Regions from separate parts of the Mus musculus genome. Here all the other regions are linked to region 1. Evidence: chromatin contacts called from public promoter capture Hi-C data. All regions are on one chromosome and are shown on one strand. The core of a region is the stretch at or near the end of the contact, and the rest is flanking DNA. Distances in the headings are between cores, read along the strand shown. Region 1 holds the start of Gpr33 (G protein-coupled receptor 33). Region 2 has its middle 42 kb from the start of Gm40423. Region 3 overlaps Gm35135 (predicted gene, 35135).

Region 1 (4,663 bases), core at 883-3,382:
TGACGCAAACACTGTAGAAAACACACAGACCACTTGAAGAAATGACTTCCCTTCTATGGCTTCGTTGGGGATATGACTGTTCATTTGTCTTTCACTTTTAATTAAGTCAGGTGATTTCAAGTCAAGAAACTGATCTGTGTCCTTGGCTCCAACCACAGTATGAACCATATAGAAATGAAAAGCCAAGGGCTCTCAGCCAAGGGCCCTGGCTGCCCTGCAGAGGACACTGGTCCAATTCCCAGCACCCACATAGTAGCTCACCACCATCTACAACACTGGTTCCAGGGACTCTCACACCCTCTTCTGTCCTCTTAGGTCACCAGGCACACATGTGGTGCACAGGCATACACGACAGCAAAACGTCCACGCATATAAAAAATATAATTTTTAAAAGATTAAGAAATGAAGAAACGGACGATGTTGCTGAGGAGCCTGAATACCTATTGTGTCTAAGGCCTGGAACATCTCTCTCCAACATCCCTCAACTACTCAGTTCAGGTAGCATCTTCAACAACTGTAAACATTTCGGGCAACTACTTTGAATTATTTATCTTGTTTGTCTCAGTTTGCACACTGTCTGGCAGGCTAGAGTATTCATAAATATTTCTTGAATTATGGCATTCGGATACATTTGCTCCAGCCCAGTGGACTTGTAAGTGTGCATTCTGTTGCAACTTACATAATGCCAGTACCAACTCAACTGTTATTCATTCAATACTTGCCCTGTGCCTGCCATTGTACTGAGCCTTTTAGACGTATTTCACTTTATCCCCACAAGGGTAATCAAAAAACAACAACAAAAACAACTCATTCCTGTTCTTTTTTTTTATGTTAACATATGAAGAGGCTGAGACTCTGATAATGTGCAGAGAGATACAGATAGCCCTATAATAGAGATAGAGGCACCATTGGGATTTCTACACGGGGTGTGGCAGCTCCCTCTGCCCTGTATTATACAGTCACTATCATTCCCACAAGCTGTGCATTGGAATTTTTAGTGCACATTATTTTCACCCCAGCTTCTTTATTAACTGTTAACAGAATCTAGGATGGGCTCTCAGAGAGTTTCAAGGGTCTCAACTCCTTCATCTGTGGAAAGGGAGTTTAATGAAAAACCTATCATGATTTGCTTAACCCCTCTGGGACTTAGTCTACTAATGTTCAGAACAAGCAGGTTTGGACCCGGTAATTCCCCGTTACATATGGATCTATACATGAACCCAAAAGCCTCCAGAGGAAGTCCTTTCTAAAATGTAGTAATAAGTTTGAACGTCATCCTTAGCCTACCAAGAAGATCTGTAGCTCAGTTGAAGGTCACAGACAGGAATGAATTAAGATCTAAGATTTAAGCCAATTTCAAATAAGTCTGTAGTCTAGCTGTGAAAGCATTAAGTTCTGAGTAGACAGAATAGACGGTGGCTCTTACTCCCAAGCTTTCACCACTGAAGATACACTGTTTCTGATGCATTTTCTACTCTGGCAGTGATGAGAGGAAGAAGAAAGGACCATGAGGCTGGCACTGAGGTGGATCTGAAATGGGGGAGGGGGACTAGAGAGAGGAGTGAACCAGCAATGAATGGTTCACAGAGTCCGTCGTGCTGTAAGATAATGACTCGGCTCTGTCCCCCAACAACTGTCCAGATGCAACCATTCTGTCTACCACTCTTCCTCTTTCCAGACTGAACGACGACAGTCTTTGACCTGTCACCTTCATTCTGCTTAGTGTGAGAACCAGAGTTTAAGTTTTTCTCTTTAACAATTTTCTTTCCAGCGAGATCAGATAGTTAAGTTCCAGATTCTATAACACCCAGGGCTCGTGCCTACCGTCTTGCTGTGTATCTACCGTTGATGGCCCATAAGCCAATGAAATCTCCAAAATCAAACCTGCCTGGTGGGATGAACAGACCTGAGGATGGAATTGAAACCAGTGTCTTAACACCTGACATTATCCTATTAACCTTAACTGAAATGATTGTTCACAGAATTTTTTGACTCTCATTTTGAAATCGAGAAATGGTTTGGAGAAGTACTTCTGTCTTGGACTCCACCTCCACAGCAGTATGTTCTACAGAAAAGAAACCGGAGGAGTTGAAAGACTCTGTGAACTTGTCAAAGGCAAGACTAAAGAGCAGCATCCACCAGAAAGGGATGAGAGGAACAAAATAAAGGCAGAATCTCCAGTTGCTGCCCCTTCCCCCAGAGAGAAGACTGTTGGACACTGTGGCATCTCAGACTACTTGGCATGAAGACACAGCTCTGAGGTAAGACCCCTGGGCCCAGCAGGATTCTCAGCTTCCTAAAGATCAGCTAGTCTGAGGCTCCTGAGGCTTTCCTCCAGACGCAGCTCAGTGTCTCTGGAAGCTCTGGAGGCTCTAGAAGCTGCTCCAGCCAAAGCTACCAATGCATCAAGAGAAGAAGATCTGAGAGTGTAGCTAGAGAAGATAGACTCTCAGAGGTTCCGTACAAGTGCTTCCGGAAAGAGAGAAATAGAGTCTGTAGCTTTAAAAGGGTTAAATGAGGATTTGATTGGTTTTACTCTAACAAGTTGAGCAAAATGGCACGTTTAAATAACAAATATTAGGCCTGTGGTGGTGGCATGCACCTTTAATCCCAGTACCTGAAAGGCAGAAGCAAGCAGACCTCTGAGTTTGAGGCCAGACTACAAAGTAAATTCCAGGACAGCCAGGGCTACAGAGAGAAATGTTATCTCAAAAAAACTAAAAAACAAAACAAAACAAATAAACAAACAAACAAAAAAACCTAAAAACTGTCATCAGCCATTTTAGGCACTAAGTTCACTGCCCCATTCAGTCTTCATAAAAACTCTAAGGGGTTAAAGAGGTCACAGAGCTAGTAGAGTAGACTCAAAATTATACTCCAGTGCTTCAAGCCATCTTAAAAGGTGTTCAAGAATGAAGAACTTCTCTTAACTTCTGCATCACACAGTGGGTCTTTATCCACACATATTCATCACATACACACAATACTAATACACGTTGTTGTTTTTTTTAAGTTTTTCAAGACAAGGTTTTTCTGTGTATTCATGGCTATTCTGGAACTCACTCTGTTCCAGTCTGGCCTCAAAACTCAGAGATCTACCTGTCTCTGTCTCCCAAGTGCTGGGGTTAAAGGCATGTGCCACCATGCCTGGTAGTAGTATACCTTTCATGCTAAAAATCATGACGAATTTTCATAGTATATTCAATACATTAATGCTTCCAAGAACCTTATGTAAAATGCAAAGCCACCAATTCTAATTACAGAACAAAGTTTTTATTCTGTTTAAGTTTATATTAACTTCAGACACTAGAGTTCAGCCTCACAAGTCAACAAATAAAGCATCCAGAAACTCAGCTTTCTATATGCATATACACTGAGAGATATCAAACACACACAACACAGACACACCAACACCACACATGTACCACTTGCACATATGGACACACAAGAACAGATATACACTTAAGCAATGCATAATATACATACACACACATACACACACACTTCACAAATACACTACAGATGACATACACAGACTTACATGGGCACACACAGAACTTTAGATATATAATCTATGGATAAAAATACACCCCACAGTGAAATGCTTACTATATATGCACCTGCATACACACAAATGCACCACAGATGCACAGACTACAGGTATTATACACACACTGAGAGAGAGAGAGACAGAGAGAGAGACAGAGAGAGAGACTGAGAGAGAGACTGAGAGAGACAGAGACAGAGAAACAGAGAGAGACAGAGGGAGAGAGGGAGAGACTGAGAGAGAGACAGACACAGAGAGAGAGAGACAGAGAGAGAGAGAGAGAGAGAGAGAGAGAGAGAGAGAGAGAGAGAGAGACTGAGAAAGTCTCCAGGGATTCGTTTCTCCTATCCACTCAAGCCCCAGTATCTACACACTTCCTGCCAACCTGTTCTTTACATTTCAGTTGCCACCAGTCTTTTCTCCCCATCTCCCCTCAAGTAGGGAACCCAAGCTCTTTTCCTTTGTTGCCCAGTGGAGTCACCAACCCATGCTAATTGTAGGTTAACAGGACAGAGTATTCTACACACACAGGCACAGCAAGTGGGCTGTAAATAAGTGTTAGAAAAGCCCTTGCTGACATCCTCAGAGCTCTCTGCCTCCACCCTTTCTTCTCTACTGGACATCTGCAAGGCTCCTGGCTTTTCCTGTGTCTATCACCCTCCCTCTTCCTACCTCTTAAGGTCCCAGGACCTTCGCACAACCTCTTCATGAGTGCTGCTTTTACACTCACCGTTGCTTATACATAGCATCACTGTTCATTCTTCCTAATACAGACCACTAAAGTATTTTTCTACAAAAGAGAATCATTTTCTGCTTTGCAGAACCTTACAAGTTTTATTTGTGCTTTGTGTTTTGGTTTTGCTTTGGTTTTGGTTTTGGGGGCCTTAGGGGGATTGTGGATATTTTATTTGTTTGTTTGGGGTTAGTTGGTTGGTTGTTTTGTTTTGTTGGTTTTTGGAATCTCTCTACATGCCCTGGCTGTCTTGGAACTTATTATCTAGGCCATGCCAGCCTTGAACTCACAAAGATCCACCTGCCTCTGCCTCCCAGGTGCTGGAATTAAAGTCATGTACCACAGAGCCTGTCTAGAAGGCTCATTTAACTTTAAGAAACTGT
Region 2 (4,254 bases), core at 1,301-3,800, 290 kb before region 1:
TTGCTATGTGGACCCTGTTGTACTTAATCCAGATGAACACCTATGATTAAGAAACTACAAGTGAAAGCCAATGTTTAATGGAATTTGTTTGCAAGTGGGTTTCACAGCATAATTCAGGAATACCTCTATCACAGAGACAGCCTAATAATACATTCCCATAGAGGTTTACAATGCATCTGTAGACTTCTCCATCTGAAGAGGTGATAAAGAAACAACTGTGTGAACCATAATTAAATCCATTAGGCACAGTGTGGGAGATAATGTTTAAACAACAGCTCGGCAGCTGCAACGCCCATACCCTTCACAGTTGTTCCATGCTCCAAACAGATACACTTGAAGGCAGTTTATTATTTCCATCTTACTTATCAGCTAAATAAAATGAAAATCATTTTGGGTGGGTATATTTAATTGATAAAAGACAACTGATGGTACTTAGAACTGATGTGCAAGATCAAAATCACCAAAGGCAAAAGGTCTTAGTAACATGAAACAAAGACCAAGTGGAGAATTTCAGATACCTATGAATGGTTAGAAGCCGTAAGCACCAGCAAACACTTCCATAAGCCTTCCTTTTAGCCTTTCAATTACAAGAGTATTCTTTTGTTCTAAAATTCTTTTTTTCACTTGGGTGTGGTAGCCAATGGCTGTAATGCCAGCACCTGGGAGGCTGATATGAGATCATCAGAAGTTTGAGGCCAGTGAGAGCAACACAGCCAAGACCCTGCAGTAAGCAAACAAACACACCAAACAAAACAAAATACTTTTTTTTTTATTAACCAACTTACCTGCTGTCACCAGTTTGATCTTCAGTGAGGAAATGGTGCTTCTCAATGAGTAAGTTTACATTAGTTATTTTTCCTGATGCTGAGACAAAGTACTTGCAAAAGCAACACAAGGAAGGATTTATTCTGACCAACGGTTCAAGGGGACAGTCCATCCAGTGAGGAAGTAACGGCGGCAGGTACACGAGACAGCTTGTCGAAGTGCATCTGGATGCAGAGGCAGATGAAGGCTGTGCTCAGCGCACTCTCCCTTCTGTTCACCAGAGGACTCTAGCCCATGGAATGGTACCATCCATATTTTGGGTGTGTTTTCCCACCTCAATTAGCCTAGTTTAGATAATCTACAATAGGTATGTCCAAAGATTTGTGTGCATGATACTTTTAAATCCTATAAAGTTATAATCATGACTAACAACATCACAGAGCTAGAAATGAGACCGACACATCACTAACATGCAGACTAGACTGCCTCAGCCATTCCATGTGTGATCCCCTTTCACCGAATAGATTTGTATGTGACCCTGGGTATACAGGCTAAAATAAAAAGTACTCAGACATTTACTGAGAACACATAATAAACAAGTTTTTAAAACAATTCTTTGCTATACATATAATTTTACCATTTAAAGATTTTTAAGGTAAATTTACATATGAATGAGGTGGTGGCTGTATTCATCTATTTTTATAAGAATTATTGGCTGAATATCTGATACTTTGGGACATAGGGCATTGTCTTAGTCACTGCTCTACTGGTGTGAAGATATATCATGACCAAAGCATCTTACAAAAGAAAGCACTTCATCAAGGGCTTGCTTACAGTTGTGGAAGGTTAGTTCATGGCCATCAGGGTGGGAGCATTACAGCAGGCAGGCATGGTGCTGAAGCAATGCTGAGAGCTTACATCTTGAGGCAGCAATAATGAGATAGAGAGGCAGAGATAATGGCAAAGGTTTTGGAAACCTCAAGTTTACCCTAAGTGACACACCTCCTCCAAAAAGGCCACATGTAACCCTTCCCAGAGGGTTTCACCAACTGAGAAACAAGCGTTCAAAAATGACTGTAAGAGTCTCTCATTCAAACCACCATACGCATCTTCAACATTTTTCAGAGTTGATTAATATCTGATTTATAATTGTCAGGGCTAAGGACGACACAGGACACAAGTATGTGGTACAAATTGCATGTGTGTGTTGCGATCCCTTTCAGAAACCACTGGAAATTCTGTCTTAATCTCAAGCCAAAATTCATTCAACTTTTTAAAAATGAAACTTGTCAGCAACTCAAATAGAAATTAAAAAAAATCATTCTAATACGATGTAATCCAAAGAAATAATAACTTGATTCATGCTGAGGAATGATAATGAAGTCTTTGCTCTTTATAAATATTAATGTTTAAGACCAGAAACCTTTGTATGTATAGTAAAATCACTTTAATTTCAGCATATAGCAGTCCAGAATCTGGGCATGATGTTTTGTGCAGCGTATTCTGGCTCTGTGTGGGCAGTGGCATATGCAATGCAAAGTGCACACACCATTCAGAACCAAGACTGCAGTGCAGCACAGGCAAACACGGCTCGAGATGCTCAGGGGTTCGCTACCTACTTGATTTTGAATTAATTTCTGGTCATTGTATGTTCAGGAATCTGTTACCAATTGCCAATGTTTCGCAATACTCACAGTTAGTTATGTGGCCCCATGTGGGGTCATGACCCACGGTTTTTAAGGAGCTGGGTATCTGAGTTCAACAAAGCTTTCAAGCTCTTCTAGGAAACTGAAACTGGTGACTGGGCTTAAATGTTGTTTAAATTAGGAAAATGTTTGAAGTTCTGTGGTCACTATATGCTAAGGAAAAAAATTCTAAGGCAGAGTCTCACTCTGAAGCCTACTGGCCTGGAATGTGCTAGGTAGCCCAGACTAGACTCAAACTTGTGGCAATCTCCTACCTCACCTTTCAAAATACTGAGATTATAGACATAAACCATGAAGCCTTGGTACTGTCTGGAAACTTTAGTCCAAATAATTAAAAAAGCAATAAATGTGAAAATAAGTTGTTGCTCCACATCACACACACTCAAAATAAAATAAATTTCCAGAGACTCTTCTATTTCTACATTGCTGAGGATATTTTTTATATTGTAAATGAAGATTCTTCATCATATGTTTTGGTGATATCTACTGAGATAAACATGGTCTTTTATTTAATTTAATTTGCTGTTTGCATGGATTGGCTTTCAACTATTGGCTAACCTTCTATTCCCATTTAAAAAAAAATGAAAGAAACTCTCGTTTATTGTCTTGGTTTCTTTTCCTGTTGCTGTGATGATAGAGTAACTTGGGGACAAAGGGGTTATTTGGCTCCCGTTCAGGGGAACCAGTCATCGTGCTGAAAGAGTCAAGGTTCAGAAGTGTGAAAAGCCGGTCACAGTGCACCACAGTCGAGGCACAGAGAGCCATAAATGCGTGCTGCTATTCGTGCGGCTTCGCTTTCCTCCTCCATAGGCCAGGAGCCCAGACTGAGAATGGCATACCCACAGGGGGCTGCCTTCCCACTTCAATTAAATGAATGAAGATACTCTCTCACAGGCAGGCCTAGAGGCCGATCTCCCAACTAGATCCTAGTTGAAAATTAATATTAACCATTACTGTCATATGCCTCTATTTGGAGAAGAGATTCCCCTCTGGAATCAACTAAAGATTTTTGCTAAGGTTTATTACAGTTGTTATACTTACTCATCACATTATCATTATTAATTTTTTTATAATGCGTGTACTGGAGGAGAGATTCCACAGTGTAGAGGTGAAAGGTAACTCTGTGGTGTCCGTCCTTTATTTGGGGTCCAGGGATTGAACCCTGGTTGTTAGGCTAGTGAGGCAAGGACTTTACCAGCTGAGCCATCTTTCTGGCCCTGTCCTGTCTACAGAATTTGTGTGTATTAATGAGAAGTATTTGGCTGAATCTGTCTGTGACAGGCTTGAGTGTCAGGTCAATGACAGCTTCATAAACGAGCTAGGATCTGCTCTCTTATCTGCTGTCTGAATCGTTTGTCTAGAACTAGCCCTGTTTTTTCCTTTACTGTTGGGAAGGCTTGCCAGTGAAGGCATCTAGGCCTGAAGTTTGAAGTTGTACTTCTGTAGCTTACACTGGTCAGGTTATTTATTTCTGGAAAGTGCTTTGATCACTTCTTTCACGGTATGGATAGTTCACCAAGTTGCTAGATTTACGGGTGTAAAATTGCTAACAGTTCCTAATGTGTTTTTAATTAACTGTAGGACTTTGGCACCGCCTCACTCGTTCCTGATTGGATGATTTTTGTCCTCTCTTTTCTGATTGGGTGATTTTTGTCCTCTCTCTTCTTAATAAATCTGACTACAGCTTATTGATTTTGTTCATATTTTCAAAATGCCAGCATTTGATCTCAGTATTTCCCCTATAGCTTCTCCTCTCCATTTCACCCCCTCCCCCCCGCCCCGC
Region 3 (4,545 bases), core at 1,401-3,900, 450 kb before region 1:
CAACTGTAGTTATATATATATATTTGCTTTGCAGTTAAAGAAAATGAGGTTCACCCAAAGTTAAACAATTTATCAACAGATTCATAGCTGGTACTGGTGGGTTCAGAATTTTACCCAGGCAACTGTGTTCTATTTCTGACATGTTTACAGCATATGGTATGTGTGTGTGTGTGTGCTTATATGTGTGTGCATATATAGTGCATATATTCATATATATATATATACATATATATTACCTTCCAAAATCAACTCCCTTTCTATTTTCCCAAGATGACTCTATAGTGGTGATTCTAGCTCCTGCCAAGTTACCATTAGCTGTCAAGAAAATGAGGTGGTCCTCTCTACAGTCAGCAATATAAAACATTTAAAAGAGATCTGAAAAAGGATCAGTTAACTTGTGATTCTCTGTACTGTATTAAAGACAACTTACTTCACTTGGTACTTCCGGTGGCATGCTTAATGCTACATTCAACCTGTTGTTTTCAATGGGGATTTCCTTAACTTTATGAAAGCAGAGCTCGGTGGCTCAGGGTTGTGGGTCCTTTCTAAAACGTGTGTGCATGTTTGTGACTGTGCAGTCTCTTCTTTCCTGGTCCTCCTTTGCTTGAGGCAGGGCTTCCCGCTGTTCATCACTGTATGCACTAAGCTAGCTGGACTGCATGCGATAGGGATTCACCCATCTACCTCTGCCTCCTCTCTTGTCATAAGCACTCGAGGATTACAGGTATGAGCTACCACAACCCCCTTTATGTAGTTCTGGGGATCTGAACTCTGATCCTCACGCTTTCATGACAAACACTCGAGCCCCCGAACCATCTCCCTCCCCTGTTATGGTTTCCATGAAGAGATTCCAAGTCTTTTTTTTTTTTTTTTTTTTTTGCAGTAACACAAATTTTTTTAATATCATCACTCAGAAGACTGAAGCAAGAGGATTTCCCGGACAAGGATGAGGTACATGAAGTGCATGAGGCACACACAGGCAAAGGCTACAAATGAACAACAAAGTCCCCTTGGTTTTGCATCCTGATAGAGTGATCTGTGATGCTTTACAAACAACTTGGGCTTACAGAGCCTGCACCCCAAAGGGCCAGCCTCACAGAAGACAATTGCTGTTGCATGACTCACTGCCTAACAGACTGTGAACTGCCTAGGGGGATGGGAAAGCTCTGCGTAGAATTTACGAGAGGTGGTCGTAAGACAGAATTTGTGTTCGCATCTCTGCCTTGATGTGGCTGCAAGAAACATCACCATCTGGAGCTGGAACGCTTGGCCCAGAATGGACTTGTTAGCTGTGGACACTCATCTCTTGTGCCTAGGGGCCAAGGGGTTTGAGTCCCAGTAGAGATACTGAGGACTCCCAGAAACTCTCATGCAAATCCAAGCATCTTAAGGGCACAGCCAGCTGGAGGAACCTGTTCTCCTGAACGCCTTATGGGGCACTGCGATTTTGTATTACCTGCTCTCATACATATCTCATACCTTGGCACAGTGACAATGACCAAGATCTCTTACTTTCAGTTTATTTGAATCTTAAGGCAAAAACAGTCAAAGAAGTTTCTGGGAAACCCTGGGAAGGCTAAAAAGATTTTTAATAAACCATGTGATGTCTAAAATTCCTAAAAATACAAGTGTGTTTTCAAAATTATCCCCACTAATAATCACATTCTTACTGTCTACAAGTCCATCCTATATTTCATAAAACATTTTATTATTTCCTTATTGGATAATGGTTACTCCTGAACCTGTGGTCCGATTAGAAGGTTTGGCAGATGGCACTTTCAATTTAAATGGATTTTTATGCCATTAAAAAGAATGTTTGCTCTGCCTAAGAAAAGCATTGACTCTAAAAGTCATAGGCTCCAGGCCATTTCCTGTGGGATTTTCTTCCACCATCCTTCCAATTAGTCAGTCAAAGTGATGTTTCTCTAAACACACTCATTTATCTCTCTCTGGAGGGTTGCCTTCTATCCCAACCAAGTAAGAAGATCTTGGAAAATAAAGAAAGCTCTCTATATGCCCACTCCCCCATCCAATATTTATGATTAATCACAGTGCCTCACTGAGTGACAAGAGGAAAAAAAGCCACTGTTTCCTTGTTCATCTCCCATAGAAAACCATTTGTTGCAGCTTGAGTCAGAGCCAACTTCTATTGTTTTGGCAATAATTAGTCAAATTATACCAATCACTAGTAAAAATAACAGAAATTGTATAATTGTAATTTAGACCGATGACCTTGGACTTATGAAAATAGAATGTTGGGGTACTGCCTTGCATAATATATCATTACAATTCTATACTGCTAAACTCAAAGGTTTTATATTAGTTTATTAATTTACAGTACCTTTGACATAAACTTTAAAAGTAACAAAACTATGTTAAGTTCCACAAAATGCTCAAGAAGCACTTTATTTTAGACAAGTCAGTCCATTATTCAAATAAAACAAGACCATCATGCAAACAACAACCTTAGATATTTCACAAATATAGATCGATTTGGCAGAAAACATCTTGATTGCACTGTTTCTGAGAACTGGCTCTGGTTCAAATTATTGACCGATGAAAGCAAAGCGACATCGTTTCTAGTCAGAGAGATGTTGAAACTGTTCTACACACACTGTCAGTGGCGTTCACTGTGAGTAACAGAATGAGCCCGTGTGCATACAAAAACAAACCTCAGGCTGGATGCTTCACAGCAACCAAACGATGGATAAAAGACTCTTCCAGCACAGTAGGCAAATTTCTCCTTTAATAGACAGCCAGGAAAAAGCAATATTTCAGTGTTTGCTTTCCTTCCTCTGAGCGAGAAGGTTTCACTGGGACTTATTTTACTTCCTTTTTTCTCTGTCCTATTTTCTTGGCCCTCACAGTCAGCTCCAGTAGCAACTCGACAATACCACTTTGCACTTGCCCAAAGCGCCTTTTCTCTAAAACTCTCAGCTGTGGTCTATGCGAGGAGAGTATAAAGCAGGAGAAACAACACAAACATCCAAGTTCATCCTCTCATACAAATGTTTGAGAGACCTAGAATCATATTAACTCAGGGCAGGGACCGGAGGAGCTCCCGCCCCCTCCCCCTTCCACGCCTCCCCGCTCCGTCTAGATAAAAACCCAAACAAATGAGCAAACAAAGTCTCAGAAAAAAAAAAAAAAATGTTTAGTAGCCATGAGGCCTCGGGTAAGACTAGCCATTATCTTGAGCTCTGTCCCACATATAAAACAGGGCGTGCCTTCATGAGGATGTGAGGAGTAACCAGCTGGAGTCTCCTAAAGCAAAACTGGGGGAGGGGGTGTCCAGACTTTTAAAGTTCTGAAAATAAGTCTGAAGAGGGTACCTAAAAACTATTCATGTTTCTGGAATAGGGAATGCTTTAACTTTTATCATCTTTTTTTTTTTAATTAAAAAATGAAAGGGCTCACTTGTTTAGGGAAGACATATCTCAAAATTAAAATGTCTTAGAAAATAAAACTTAAAAGATGGCCGATGCTCTCTCTAGCGCCAGAAATTTTTGTTAATGAAAGAACGTTTTTTAAAAATGTCAATGCACTGTTGTAGGGTAAAGACTGTTATGAGACACAGCAGTCGAAACTTCTAGGAACCTAGTACCTGCATTCCTCCTTTCCCTTGACCTTTGTCACTGATAATGGCTTTTAAACATAGAGCAGTTTCCCCTTCATATTCTGCTAAAGATGCAAATTTTTTTTTCAGGGTTTATCAGCTAATTAGAACAGTTGGTTTGTGTGGGCTGGAAATTTCTCATTTCTCAGCCCAGATTTTGAATCTACTGAACTTGAAATAAAATACATATAACTGTCTACTCCTACAGCAAAAGAAACATAGAAAAGAGAAAGGCAAATATGCTGAAGTGTGTGTGTGTGTGTGTGTGTATGTGTGTGTGTGTGTTCCTATGAGGGTCAGAAGAGTTTGTTAGATACCCTAGAACTAGAGATACAGGTAGTTATGAGTTGCCCAATATAGGTGTTTGTAAGCTTAGGTCCTCTGGAAGAACAGCAAGTGCTCTTAACCACACAGCCATCTTTCCAGCTTCACAAGCTTTTATTATAAACATCTATTTCTTCTAGATTTAAGAAAATATGAATTTTGAAAAAATTGCCAATCAGTGTATATATAAATTACTATATTATCTTCTTTAAGTACACACAACAAATCAAATACAACACATATAATAAGATAGCATATCATGACAAAGATTTATCCTAGGAATACTAGACTGGCTGAATACTGAAAAATCTATCGATAGATATGCTCATCTCAATATTTATGCACAATGCTTTCAGTAACCAATAAATGAATAAATGAATGAATAAATAAAATGTCTCTAGGCAATAAAGAGCACCTACACTAGACCTTGAGCTAGAATCATATTAAATGCTGAAAGAAAAGACTTTTTTCTCCCTATAAGCAAGAATATGATAAGGAAGTCTGTTCTCACCACTCCACTTAGCATCCTACTGAAGGTCTTAGCAAACACACAACAGTAGACAATAAAAATGCAGATGAATAGAAAATAAGTAAAATGTTCTCTG

Evidence for each region. Promoter capture Hi-C pulls out the DNA fragments that hold promoters and counts their contacts.
Region 2: a contact with region 1 is called in a promoter capture Hi-C map of liver, with 2.5 times the contacts expected there. The contact joins the enhancer-like site here to the promoter of Gpr33 in region 1. A contact is called at or near these places in 18 of 39 promoter capture datasets (the 3T3-L1 cell line, 3T3-L1-derived adipocytes, the HPC-7 cell line and 10 more), 1 of 15 datasets of contacts at CTCF or cohesin (the NIH/3T3 cell line), 2 of 484 Hi-C or Micro-C datasets (embryonic fibroblasts and liver) and 3 of 9 other capture datasets (adipose tissue, macrophages and pancreatic islet).
Region 3: a contact with region 1 is called in a promoter capture Hi-C map of liver, with 4 times the contacts expected there. The contact joins the enhancer-like site here to the promoter of Gpr33 in region 1. A contact is called at or near these places in 15 of 39 promoter capture datasets (the 3T3-L1 cell line, the C10 cell line, cranial neural crest and 8 more), 6 of 484 Hi-C or Micro-C datasets (the Ba/F3 cell line, bone marrow-derived macrophages, cerebellum and 2 more), 5 of 115 datasets of contacts at active chromatin or transcription factors (CD8 T cells, bone marrow-derived dendritic cells, embryonic basal ganglia and 2 more) and 2 of 9 other capture datasets (adipose tissue and macrophages).

Annotation. Positions count from the first base shown.
Region 1 is chr12:52,025,532-52,030,194 of GRCm38.p6, reverse strand. It overlaps Gpr33 (G protein-coupled receptor 33), which reads left to right and starts at 2,132. Exons shown (of 2, transcript NM_008159.2): 1 at 2,132-2,261.
Region 2 is chr12:52,317,542-52,321,795 of GRCm38.p6, reverse strand. No RefSeq gene overlaps it. Among named protein-coding and RNA genes, the nearest start is that of Gm40423, 42 kb to the left of the region's middle. Within about 2 kb of position 2,550, at least 8 of the 459 cell types and tissues checked have an H3K27ac peak or open chromatin away from gene starts, as enhancers often do. A contact at or near this core is called in liver, where this site is marked.
Region 3 is chr12:52,472,811-52,477,355 of GRCm38.p6, reverse strand. Gm35135 (predicted gene, 35135) reads left to right here. Exons shown (of 3, transcript NR_136881.1): 3 at 884-1,617. Among named protein-coding and RNA genes, the nearest start is that of Gm35135, 5.5 kb to the left of the region's middle. Within about 2 kb of position 2,650, at least 34 of the 459 cell types and tissues checked have an H3K27ac peak or open chromatin away from gene starts, as enhancers often do. A contact at or near this core is called in hippocampal neurons and liver, where this site is marked.